Regions from separate parts of the Mus musculus genome. Here regions 2 and 3 are each linked to region 1. Evidence: chromatin contacts called from public HiChIP or PLAC-seq and promoter capture Hi-C data. All regions are on one chromosome and are shown on one strand. Each heading gives the region's core, a stretch centred on a gene start, on an enhancer-like site or on the middle of the called end of the contact. The rest is flanking DNA. Distances are from core to core; before and after follow the strand shown. Region 1 holds the start of Psen1 (presenilin 1). Region 2 holds the start of Ptgr2 (prostaglandin reductase 2). Region 3 holds the start of Mideas (mitotic deacetylase associated SANT domain protein).

Region 1 (3,110 bases), core at 378-2,877:
GTTCCTGTCCCCCCTCCCCTTTGAGGGTTTACTTTTACAAGAATCTATTGGAACACTGAGTGTAAATACAACTGCCATTTTTGTCCATTAGACAGTTCTCTTGCTCATAGCTTTCATTCATGAGTATTTTTTTTAAGATTTATTTATTTATTATATGTAAGTACACTGTAGTTGTCTTCAGACGCACCAGAAGAGGGCGTCAGATCTCATGGTTGTGAGCCGTCATGTGGTTGCTGGGATTTGAACTCAGGACTTTTGGAAGAGTAGTCAGTGGTCTTAACCACTGAGCCATCTCACCAGCCCCATTCATGAGTTTTATAACCTAGGTGAACTAAGATTTGTTGTAGGACAGTGAGATTTTTTTATATATATACCAGTACTCCACGAACATCTTTGCACAAAAATGTTTGTCGAAATTGCTTCTCTGTATAGTTTACAGCATTTGCCATTCTACCAAAAGATCGCAATTAATGTAGTTTGCAAATGGCTTTTAGTCTATGCTTGTTTAGCAAGTGTATTGAGCTTGTTCTGTACTGTCTACAATTTTCTGCCTTCTTCCCATATAAGTAAATGATTGAGGGTATAAGTAAATGATTGAGGGAAAACTACCCAAGGTTATGCTATGTCTCCTCCCAGTTGCCATTCCGCTGGCGGAAAAGACTAAAGTATCAAGATCTTAAGCATGAAAATAGTGAAGTCTGAGTTTATTGAAGCAGGGTTGAGAATGTTGGGAGAAAATGGAGATGGATGCTCTACTATTTAGAACGAGGCCTTCTGGGAAGTAGAAAAAAGGAAGTTTGACCCAGTGTATCTTAGTTTGACCTGTAATTTGCTAGGAATCCCAGTCCGATTTCAACTCACTGTCCTGCCCCATCTCCTCCTGAGTGTTATGATTTCAGATACAACACCATCCCGATGTATTTGTCTCTGTTGGGAGTAGAATCTAGTTCCTCGTGTGTGCTCCTTAAGCACATTAGCCGTTTTCTGGTTATTTGGGATTATGAATAATTTCTCTGTTGTTTTTTGCCCAAGTGAAATGTGTGGTGTGCTGTTGATAATTGTCTCTCCGATTAAGGAAAATCTGAGGGATGTAAAAATCAAGATAGGAAACATTCTTTGCTTTCTAGAAGCTTGCCATCTGGGAAGACTTTCAGACTCGGAACCTAGACTAATAGGATATTTCTCAGGTTCTGTTTACCCACCAATCGCTTTGGTTTATTGAGAGTACAAACAGTAAATTTTATCCGTTTTGAGGAACTGTTCAAATAAATACTGTGGAGAAATGGGAAGTGTTGGATTTAAAATGTCACTACAAAACAAGGCACGGTGTCCCCACACATGGAAACCAAATAAATAGGTTCAAGCCCATCCTTTCCTACAAGGTATGTTTGATACCGGCAGGGAACGCTCGAATCGCAGTCTCAACCAAAAACAAGGGAAAATGTCACTTGTAGACTGGAAGAACGCTAGACGCGCCTCAAACCCTAGAGAGGCCTCAGGTCGCGCACATCCTTACATCTATGCGAGTGGATTAGGCCAGCTCCAGCCCCCAGCCCTCGTGGCCTGCGCGCGCCACCGGAAGCTCCGTCCCCTCCCGGGTCTAGGGGCCAACGTCGCCGAGGCCGGAAGTTGCGACACCGGTGAGACCTCTAGGGCGGGGCCTAGGACGACCTGCTCCGTGGGCCGCGAGTATTCGTCGGAAACAAAACAGCGGCAGCTGAGGCGGAAACCTAGGCTGCGAGCCGGCCGCCCGGGCGCGGAGAGAGAAGGTGCGTGCCCAGGGTGTGCGGGGCGGAGGGTGTCTCTGCCGGTCGTGTTCACCGTCGCCTGCCTGCCGGGGGTCCGGGCGGGCCTGTGTCTCCGAGGGCCGCGCTGCGGGCGTCTCTAGGGATGAGGGGCGGGGTCCAGGCGGGCGGAGATCGAGGAACCCCGCGTGGGAAACGGGGTGAAGCCGGTTTCTCGGAACCCAGCCGGGGCCAGACTGAGAGCAGCCTTCTCCGAGCTTTGGTACCCCGGAAGTGCTGGCTTCCCCGGGCGGCCGGGAGCAGATGGCTGGCATCAGGGGTGGCCTCTCGATCAGAGTGGAGCTAGAGATAGAGGAAGCGCCCTAGGCTGGGTCGCCTTGAGCAACTGGTGAAACTCTGCGTCTGGTGCCCCGAGTGTGTCATAGTCCAGAAGTGAGTGAGTGGCACTCGGGGCTAACTTCTCAGTGTGTCTGTTGGCAGGCGAAGAGTCGTATGGCGCTTGTTCTTTCTTCAGAACTGTCACGATGCATGTGTCTGACGCTTGTAGGCGCCTTTAGTGTTTGCTAGTTCTTCCCTTTCACGTTTTCAAATGTGGCACTGCCGCGAACAGAGGCTCAGGCACATCCGCCTGGTAGTGGAGGACGGAGTGCATGAGACAATTGAGGTAACTTTTTACATAACTAGGAGAAATGAGAGTTCCAGTAACAGAAACGTAGAAGAAACGTGAGCAGGACAGGCGATCTGTTCAACTAACGCATAAGATTGACTGGGTTCAAGTTTGGAGAATGAGAGAGAAATAAGGAAGTTAGGCAGTGGTTTGGAAATAGTACTTTTGAAGTGACAGCGGGTGAAGATGGCCTGAGGTCAGAGCTGTAAACTGTAAACATGGGTCACTTAAGTAGATTTGCTGTTTGATGTTGGAGCAGAGAACTGGGTGGACACTTAGGGAACACAACAAAGAGCCAGGTAGAAGGAGGACAACGAGGCTGCTGAGGAGGACGAATGCAGAAACCACAATAGTGCAGTGTCACAGAAGCTGAGAAACACGGAAGCTTCAGGGAGCATTGTCAGCGATAGGAATGAAAGGCCTGGTGTTGTTTTAGAAGGATCTCTGTACCATTGTACCCTTGAAAGATGAGCGTGAACCACAAATACTAGTTTTAAATGTTCCCACAGACACTTTTTTAAAAAATTTTTTAGAGGTTTATTTATTTATTATATGTGAGTACATTGTAGCTGTCTTCAGACACCCCAGAATAGGGCATCAGATTTCATTACGGATGTTTGTGAGCCACAATGTGGTTGCTGGAATTTGAATTCAGGACCTTCAGAAGAGCAGTCAGTGCTCTTAACAGCTGAGCCATC
Region 2 (3,110 bases), core at 366-2,865, 600 kb after region 1:
ACAGCAAAGGCAGAAACAGAAGGACGTATTTGCTCTCATTTGGGGACTTGTTCCTTTACGTTTAGTTCCTTCATCTTGGCGCTTGAGTGATTAATCTCCATTTCCACATTAGTAAAATGGCAGTGGCCGCAACCTTGAAAATAAAAACCAAAGCCAGTGCTGGCACCTTCAGTCCAGGCACTCAGAAGGGAGAGGCAGGTGGATCTCTTTGAGTCTAGGCCAGCCTGGCCTACAGAGTGAGGTCCAGGATACCCAGGCCTATGTAGCGGCACCGTGATGCAAACCAAACCGCACCACACCACACCACAAAAAATAAAAATAAAACCATATCAGGAAAAAAATACCCATATGATACATGGTACAACTCAAGTCATACAAACGACTGTAACCCTTAGTGTGAAGAGAAAATTCAGAAGGGAGGAAAATAAATAAACCTGAACTCCTCCATGCAGTTTTTGAACATCTGAGACCTGGAGAAAAGGGGACTTCACATCAAAAAGGGCCCAAACTAAGTTTCTTCTCTTTGAGTTTTAGATGTAATCTATAGTCTCCCTCTGTTTTCTGCTATCACTTTTATTGTTTTTGAGCGTTTCCTCTTTCTCTGGTTCACTCAGCTGACCACCAAGAGATCAGATCCTGCTGGAAAGTTATTTGGAATGTGGTAACAGTCTCCTACCCCATTCTTCAAGTTTTCCAAACGAAGTGAAAATGTTCAGATGTTCTGTTACCCGGGCCTCCAGTCCATCTGATGGCTGCCCATTTGCCGGCGGTACTGGTATTTTTCAGCTACTCTTTATACCAGAGTTAGAGCTCCGCGATTAGCCCTTGCTGGAATACAGTGCTAAGGGCGATTCCTACAGCCGCTTGATTAAGTCCGTTAGGGTTTGCAGTTCCTGGAGATCCCAAGTTATTCTAGAAACAAACCACACCCGATAGTGACTAGTCAAGTGGTTCTCAAACCATGAGTTTCTAGCTTCTTGGGGTCCCCTTAGACCATCGGAAAACATTTCCATTACGGGTCGAAACAATAGCAAAATAACAATTATGAAGTAGCAATGAAAATAATTTTATGGTTGGGGGGGTCACCACGCACGAGGGTCACAGCATTAGGAAGGTTGAGAACCGCTGCTTTAGTCCTCTAGATCTCAGCTTGTTCACCTACAAAACAAGGGTTAGACTTGATGCTATTTCTCACTGTGATTCCCCAACCTAAGACTCAGTGAATCTAACATGAATCAAGTTTCTTCCAGAGGCTGGGGCTGGCTGTCAGGGCGTCTGCCTAGACCGTGCCAGGACGCGGGTTCAACCTCTGGGGGCACAAGAGGACACAGGGGACTTGATCTGAAGTCATTAGTTAATTTGCTCTCTTGGTCCTGGAGGCGGGGTCGGCCACGGAGCCCTAATGAGGTTAACTTATGGATACTCCTTGCCTAGACTAGCAACGTATCCTGTGATTCTCACCAACCTTGGGGACCAAAGGATCGCGTATGAACTTCAAAACCCCGGCCCTAGGAGACGAGAGGGCAAGGAGGCCGGCTTAGTCCTGCGCTTGCGCAGTGTGGTCCTAGGGCTAAGGTCGTGCCGCCAGCTGACCCTTCGCTGTTCATCAAATCCCGCGAGATCTCAAACTGACAGACACGCAGGGGGGCCACTGTATCGCTGCACCGGAAGCTGGATTAAGCCCGCAGAAAAGGAGGAAGTGCCGAGCCAGGGTGACCTGTGGGCGTCCTCCTCGAGCTCCGGGCGACACCGGCGGTATAGCTTGGGACGCTAGACTAGGGAATGCCCCGTAACAGGTGCTCTCCGTTTTGTAAGAATTCCGAGGGTGAAGTTTGGGCGCGACTGTGTTTGAGGTGCTTCAGATTTGAACATCTATTGAGCGCCTACTGTGTGCCACGCATAGGGGTATACTTATGTCATGTTGAAAAACCTCAGCACCAAGAGGTTTTGATCCTCTTGGTGCTGAGGATCCAGGAAGTCGGCTTGAAAATGTGAGATTACTAGTAATTTCTGTGAAAGTGGTTAGTCGTGGGAGCCATAGAGGAAGGTTGGCTTTCTGAGGTGGACATTTGCACACGATGGCATAGACAGCACAGGGAAGGTCAGCAGAGCCCTTTGTGGCAGAATGGTTGAACAAAGTACGGCTAAACAGGAAGTGTGTTTTATTAAAAGATATTGGGGATAAGTTGTGCGACCTTGGACAAGTTATTCAGCCCCTGTATGGCGTCTGTGAAAAGGATAGCATGTTTGCAACTTCATGGCGGTGGTGTTTGAGGACGGAGTTGTATTTAAGCAAGCTGATTAATAATTTATTTTCTTCTGTATTGGGAATTGAGTCCAAGATCAGCCTTCCACCTCCCCTATGCATGCTGGGCAAGAGGTTTTTACTACTGGGCTATATTGCCAGACTGTTTTTCATTTTTATTTTGGGACAGGTTCTCACTAATTTGCCCAGGCTGGCCTTGAATTTGCCGTCTGTATTCCATCTGCCCAATAACTGGGATTACAAATGTAAGACGCTACCATGCTAGAGCATGTCAACTCACCCAGTTCTGGGATGCCTGGAAACATTCAGGAAATAAACTATATGACCCCTCCGAGGTCCCACCCAGCTAGAAACAGAACATGTCCTTTGCCCTTGTGAGTTCAGTGAGCTTTTCCTTACAATAGTCTGCTACACAGATGCTTAAGGCGTATTTTTAATGACTGTCATTGAACCAGATCTTTTGGTGGTATTTTAGAATGGTCGAATCAATTAGAAACCCACTTTAATTTAACAGCAAATGGGGTTTACTGAGGTCTACTCAGCTCTGCCTCCATTATGATGCCTCCTAACCCACTGCCCTTCAGGTCTTGAATGTGATCTTTATTTTAGATGGAGAACCTGTGAGTAAGTCATGGTTGATTTTGTTTGTTTGTTTGTTTGTTTGTTTTCGAGACAAGGTCTCTCATATCCCAGAATTCTGGCCTTGAATTTTGTTATGTAGTTAAGTCTGGCTTTGAACTCATTCCTCTCTCTTCTACCTCCCATGTGCTGAATTACAGGTGGGAGGCATCACACTGGCTCTGTTATGTGTATCTAGAGAAATAAGGCAGAATGCTGAAAATGG
Region 3 (3,110 bases), core at 311-2,810, 530 kb after region 1:
GGACAGTCATCTCCTATCTCCTTTTCCTGCTGACGTCATCCCACATTTTCTCAGGACAAGTGAAGGTACAGTTCTTGGCACAATGCTCAGGCTGCCTAAGATATTTATTCTGTAGTAAATAGTAAAGAGAGACTGCTTTCCTGAGTAGCCAGACTCTCAGGAGATCAGCAAGCTGTCGGAGGTTAAGGGAGAGGCAAGGAAACAACCATCCAGCAAAAGTTAAAGGGTAAGAAGAATTCGAGAACAGCAGTTCAGGCCCAGATCTGTCCTAAGCATTTGCAATGCAAATCTGCGTTTTGTTCACCACCACCAAGAGCTTGCACAATAGCGTGTGTATAAACATCCACGCCAACAAAGCCTGACTGTGCAATCACGCAGTAATTACAGACCGGCAGAAAGCTGCTGCTAGGGACTGCACTATTCAAGCTCTAGACATCCCATCTCCAACTGTCCACGGCCTGTACACACATTCCTGCACACATCGCCCTGTCCCCGCCGCTGCTACAGCTTCAGGCACAAACCAAGGAGCCCTGGCGCCAGCTGCTGGGCCACGCCAAGACCCCTGCAACTATGCAAAGATGTCATAAACTTCTCAGCTGTTCTTTAAAGACCCAGAAGCACGAGGCTACCGAGGGCGGGCGGCGGGGAACCATCATCAAAGTTCCCAGGCAAACTCCTGCAGCCCTAGCCGTTTTAGAACACAGAAAAGAACAAGATGCCACGGAGTCCACTGGAAGCGGCTTTCTGGGTTTTATATAGAAAACACTCACATATGTACGTGGGTGTGCTGACAGTTTTTATGGCTAAATTGCAAAGTGTTAGGCCTTAGAGAGCTTACTGTTGGGTTCGGGGCTTGGGAGGGAGGGAGGAAAAGTGTAGAGTCGGGAGGGGCTCGTTTCAAGGAGGCCTGGGGGACAACTCGGGTTTTGCTGGTTGGAAATGGATAGGGCTGTTGACCCAAACTTCTGAGTTGCTCTGCTCTTCGTCACTGCAAGGCCGAGCAAACAAAAGTAGAGGGAAAGTTCCTGTAACTTCCTTCCTGAAACCTGGTGGAGGGCGGCGTAGAGGAAGGGAACGTTTCCCGGGGAAACACCGGGAAGGGCTGGAAAAGCAGCTGCACGCAACCCGAAGAGATGGGGCGCGGGGTGTAGGGCTGGCTCCGGTCGCAGGTCCGGGGAGGCCCCTTCCCGGCATCGCTGCGCTCAGGGGTGGCTCCCTGAGAGGGCTAGGCTGCAGCCAGGCCGGTCTAAGTCCCGAGTCAAAACAACCACCTCAGGGGCGCAACACCGGCCGAGATCTCCGCCACCCTGTCCCTCTCCTGCACCCCCACTCCCAGCGTCCCACGACCCGGCCCGCGCCGCCGAACCCCAACGAATTCCGGATCCCCCCTCCCGCCCCGAGCTCCACGTCGGCGCCCCCCACGGCGGGAAGGCCACCAGGCTCCCGCGACTCACCTGCACGCTGGATCCCTGGGCAGCTCCGAGGGGGCGCGGGACGCAATTCGAGCGCGACCAGCAGACTCAAACTTTGTTGCTCTCGGGACGGCGCAGTCGTCACTTCCTCGCCGAGCAGGCGGCGCGGTCCCGGCTGTGACCCAGCAGCTCGCGCGGCGGCGCGCAGGGCTCTGCAGCCTCCTGCCCCGCCCGCGCCCCGGCTCCGCGCGCCTCCGCGCGGCCCCCAGCCAGACCCTCGGTTCCCGGTGCTGCAGCGGCTGTGGAAGCTTCGTCCCTACCCTCACTCTGCTCTTGGGGAAAGTGCGATCGGAGACTTCCTGCTCTCCCTTGAGTCTAAAAGGTGGCGTTGGAGCCTAGGGGCTGAGTTCAAGGGACCCTAGGGGAAAAAGTCCCCCACCTACATTCCTCCTCCCACGCACGCGCGCGCACACATACAGTCGGGAGAGAGGGGAGAGATAATAAAGGTTTTCATTTCATTTGTTATTTGGACTAGAGAGGACATGTGTGAAAGCAGTGTACTATTTCCCTGAATAATGCTAGGCCAAACTCCAATCTCCCGTCCTCATGTCCCTTACAGGTCTGCACAGTTGTCAGTGGCTTTCCCCGGGTGGCACTTGTACACGATGTTACCATGCATTGTATTTCAGGAACTATGTCATCACCCACGTCGGGTCTGGGAAATAGTCGTTCTGTTCCCTTTCTTCTCAGATCCCCACCTCTTCCTTGTGCACTCAAGTCTCAGAATCTCTGGAGCCTGGTGCGTTCGGGTGTCATCATTAGCCAGAAGTGATTTTACAAGGTGGATCCTGGACGCAGGAGCTTCAGGCAATAGTAATTTTGAAGTTTATCACTGCCCAAAATAAATTTTCTCGGCGTATTAAAACTAACATCAACAGAGAGCTGCCTTTTGAGCCTCTGGCGACCAGTAAGAAAGCAGTTACACAGCAGTGCCCAAAGAAAGACTCCTAATTCCCTTAGGTTGGAGAGAGGACTAGGCTAGCCTTTGCTGTGTGTGTGTGTGGGGGGGGGGGGGGGGGGGGGAGGAGACAGCCAAAACTGCAGGGCAAGGTTTTCCTAACAGAAACGTTTAGTGAGGCAGAAGCTTGCTCTGGAAAACAGGGACCCATAAAAGGCCATTCAGAGACGTCCACTTAAGCTGGACAAAATTTTCCCTTTCCCACTTCCAAACTACTCCTACTAACACATTGGCCTGATAATATCTCCCAGACCTCCCATCTCCTCATTGAAGCCCAGAAAGCCCTCTGCTTGAGTACAGGTTTTGTGTCAAAGGTGATGTAAGATTAATGGAAAACAACATGTGGGGATACCCTCACCCCAAGTCTGCTTAATACCTCAAGAGAAGCCACAGGCTCACCCAAAGATGAGAAGCATGTAGACCCTGACCCAAGCTCTCCTGGCAGCGTGAATTCCTTCATCTTGCAGCTACCAGTGCACTGGGGTCTGCCTTTTACCGAGACATTACTATTACATTACAAACACAAAAAGTGCAGTGAATGGAAAATAATATTGTCTTAAGAAGTAAGTATGTTATAGACTTAAGTATAACTCTTTGACATTTTATTATTTCATCATATGATGGAGTGAAGGTATGGCGGAGGTACTCCTCATTTTGATTTTGGAATAGAAGTAATTCCT

Evidence for each region. Promoter capture Hi-C pulls out the DNA fragments that hold promoters and counts their contacts. HiChIP or PLAC-seq counts read pairs in DNA pulled down with a chosen protein or histone mark.
Region 2: an H3K27ac HiChIP or PLAC-seq map of microglia shows a contact between it and region 1, with 7 times the contacts expected there. The contact joins the promoter of Ptgr2 here to the promoter of Psen1 in region 1. A contact is called at or near these places in 2 of 39 promoter capture datasets (liver and neural stem cells), 1 of 484 Hi-C or Micro-C datasets (B cells), 4 of 115 datasets of contacts at active chromatin or transcription factors (astrocytes, bone marrow-derived macrophages, microglia and 1 more) and 3 of 9 other capture datasets (adipose tissue, embryonic stem cells and liver).
Region 3: a promoter capture Hi-C map of pre-B cells shows a contact between it and region 1. The contact joins the promoter of Mideas here to the promoter of Psen1 in region 1. A contact is called at or near these places in 9 of 39 promoter capture datasets (the C10 cell line, cranial neural crest, frontonasal cranial neural crest and 6 more), 1 of 484 Hi-C or Micro-C datasets (B cells), 2 of 115 datasets of contacts at active chromatin or transcription factors (the SCID.adh cell line and acute myeloid leukemia) and 1 of 9 other capture datasets (adipose tissue).

What each region holds. Positions count from the first base shown.
Region 1 is chr12:83,686,525-83,689,634 of GRCm38.p6, forward strand. It overlaps Psen1 (presenilin 1), which reads left to right and starts at 1,628. Exons shown (of 12, transcript NM_001362271.1): 1 at 1,628-1,769.
Region 2 is chr12:84,283,681-84,286,790 of GRCm38.p6, forward strand. Ptgr2 (prostaglandin reductase 2) reads left to right here and starts at 1,616. Exons shown (of 10, transcript NM_029880.3): 1 at 1,616-1,796.
Region 3 is chr12:84,217,321-84,220,430 of GRCm38.p6, forward strand. It overlaps Mideas (mitotic deacetylase associated SANT domain protein), which reads right to left and starts at 1,561. Exons shown (of 13, transcript NM_001163501.1): 1 at 1,455-1,561. It overlaps Gm46319 (synapsin-1-like), which reads left to right. Exons shown (of 3, transcript XM_030247050.1): 2 at 830-1,794; 3 at 2,163-2,332. The coding sequence ends at 2,244.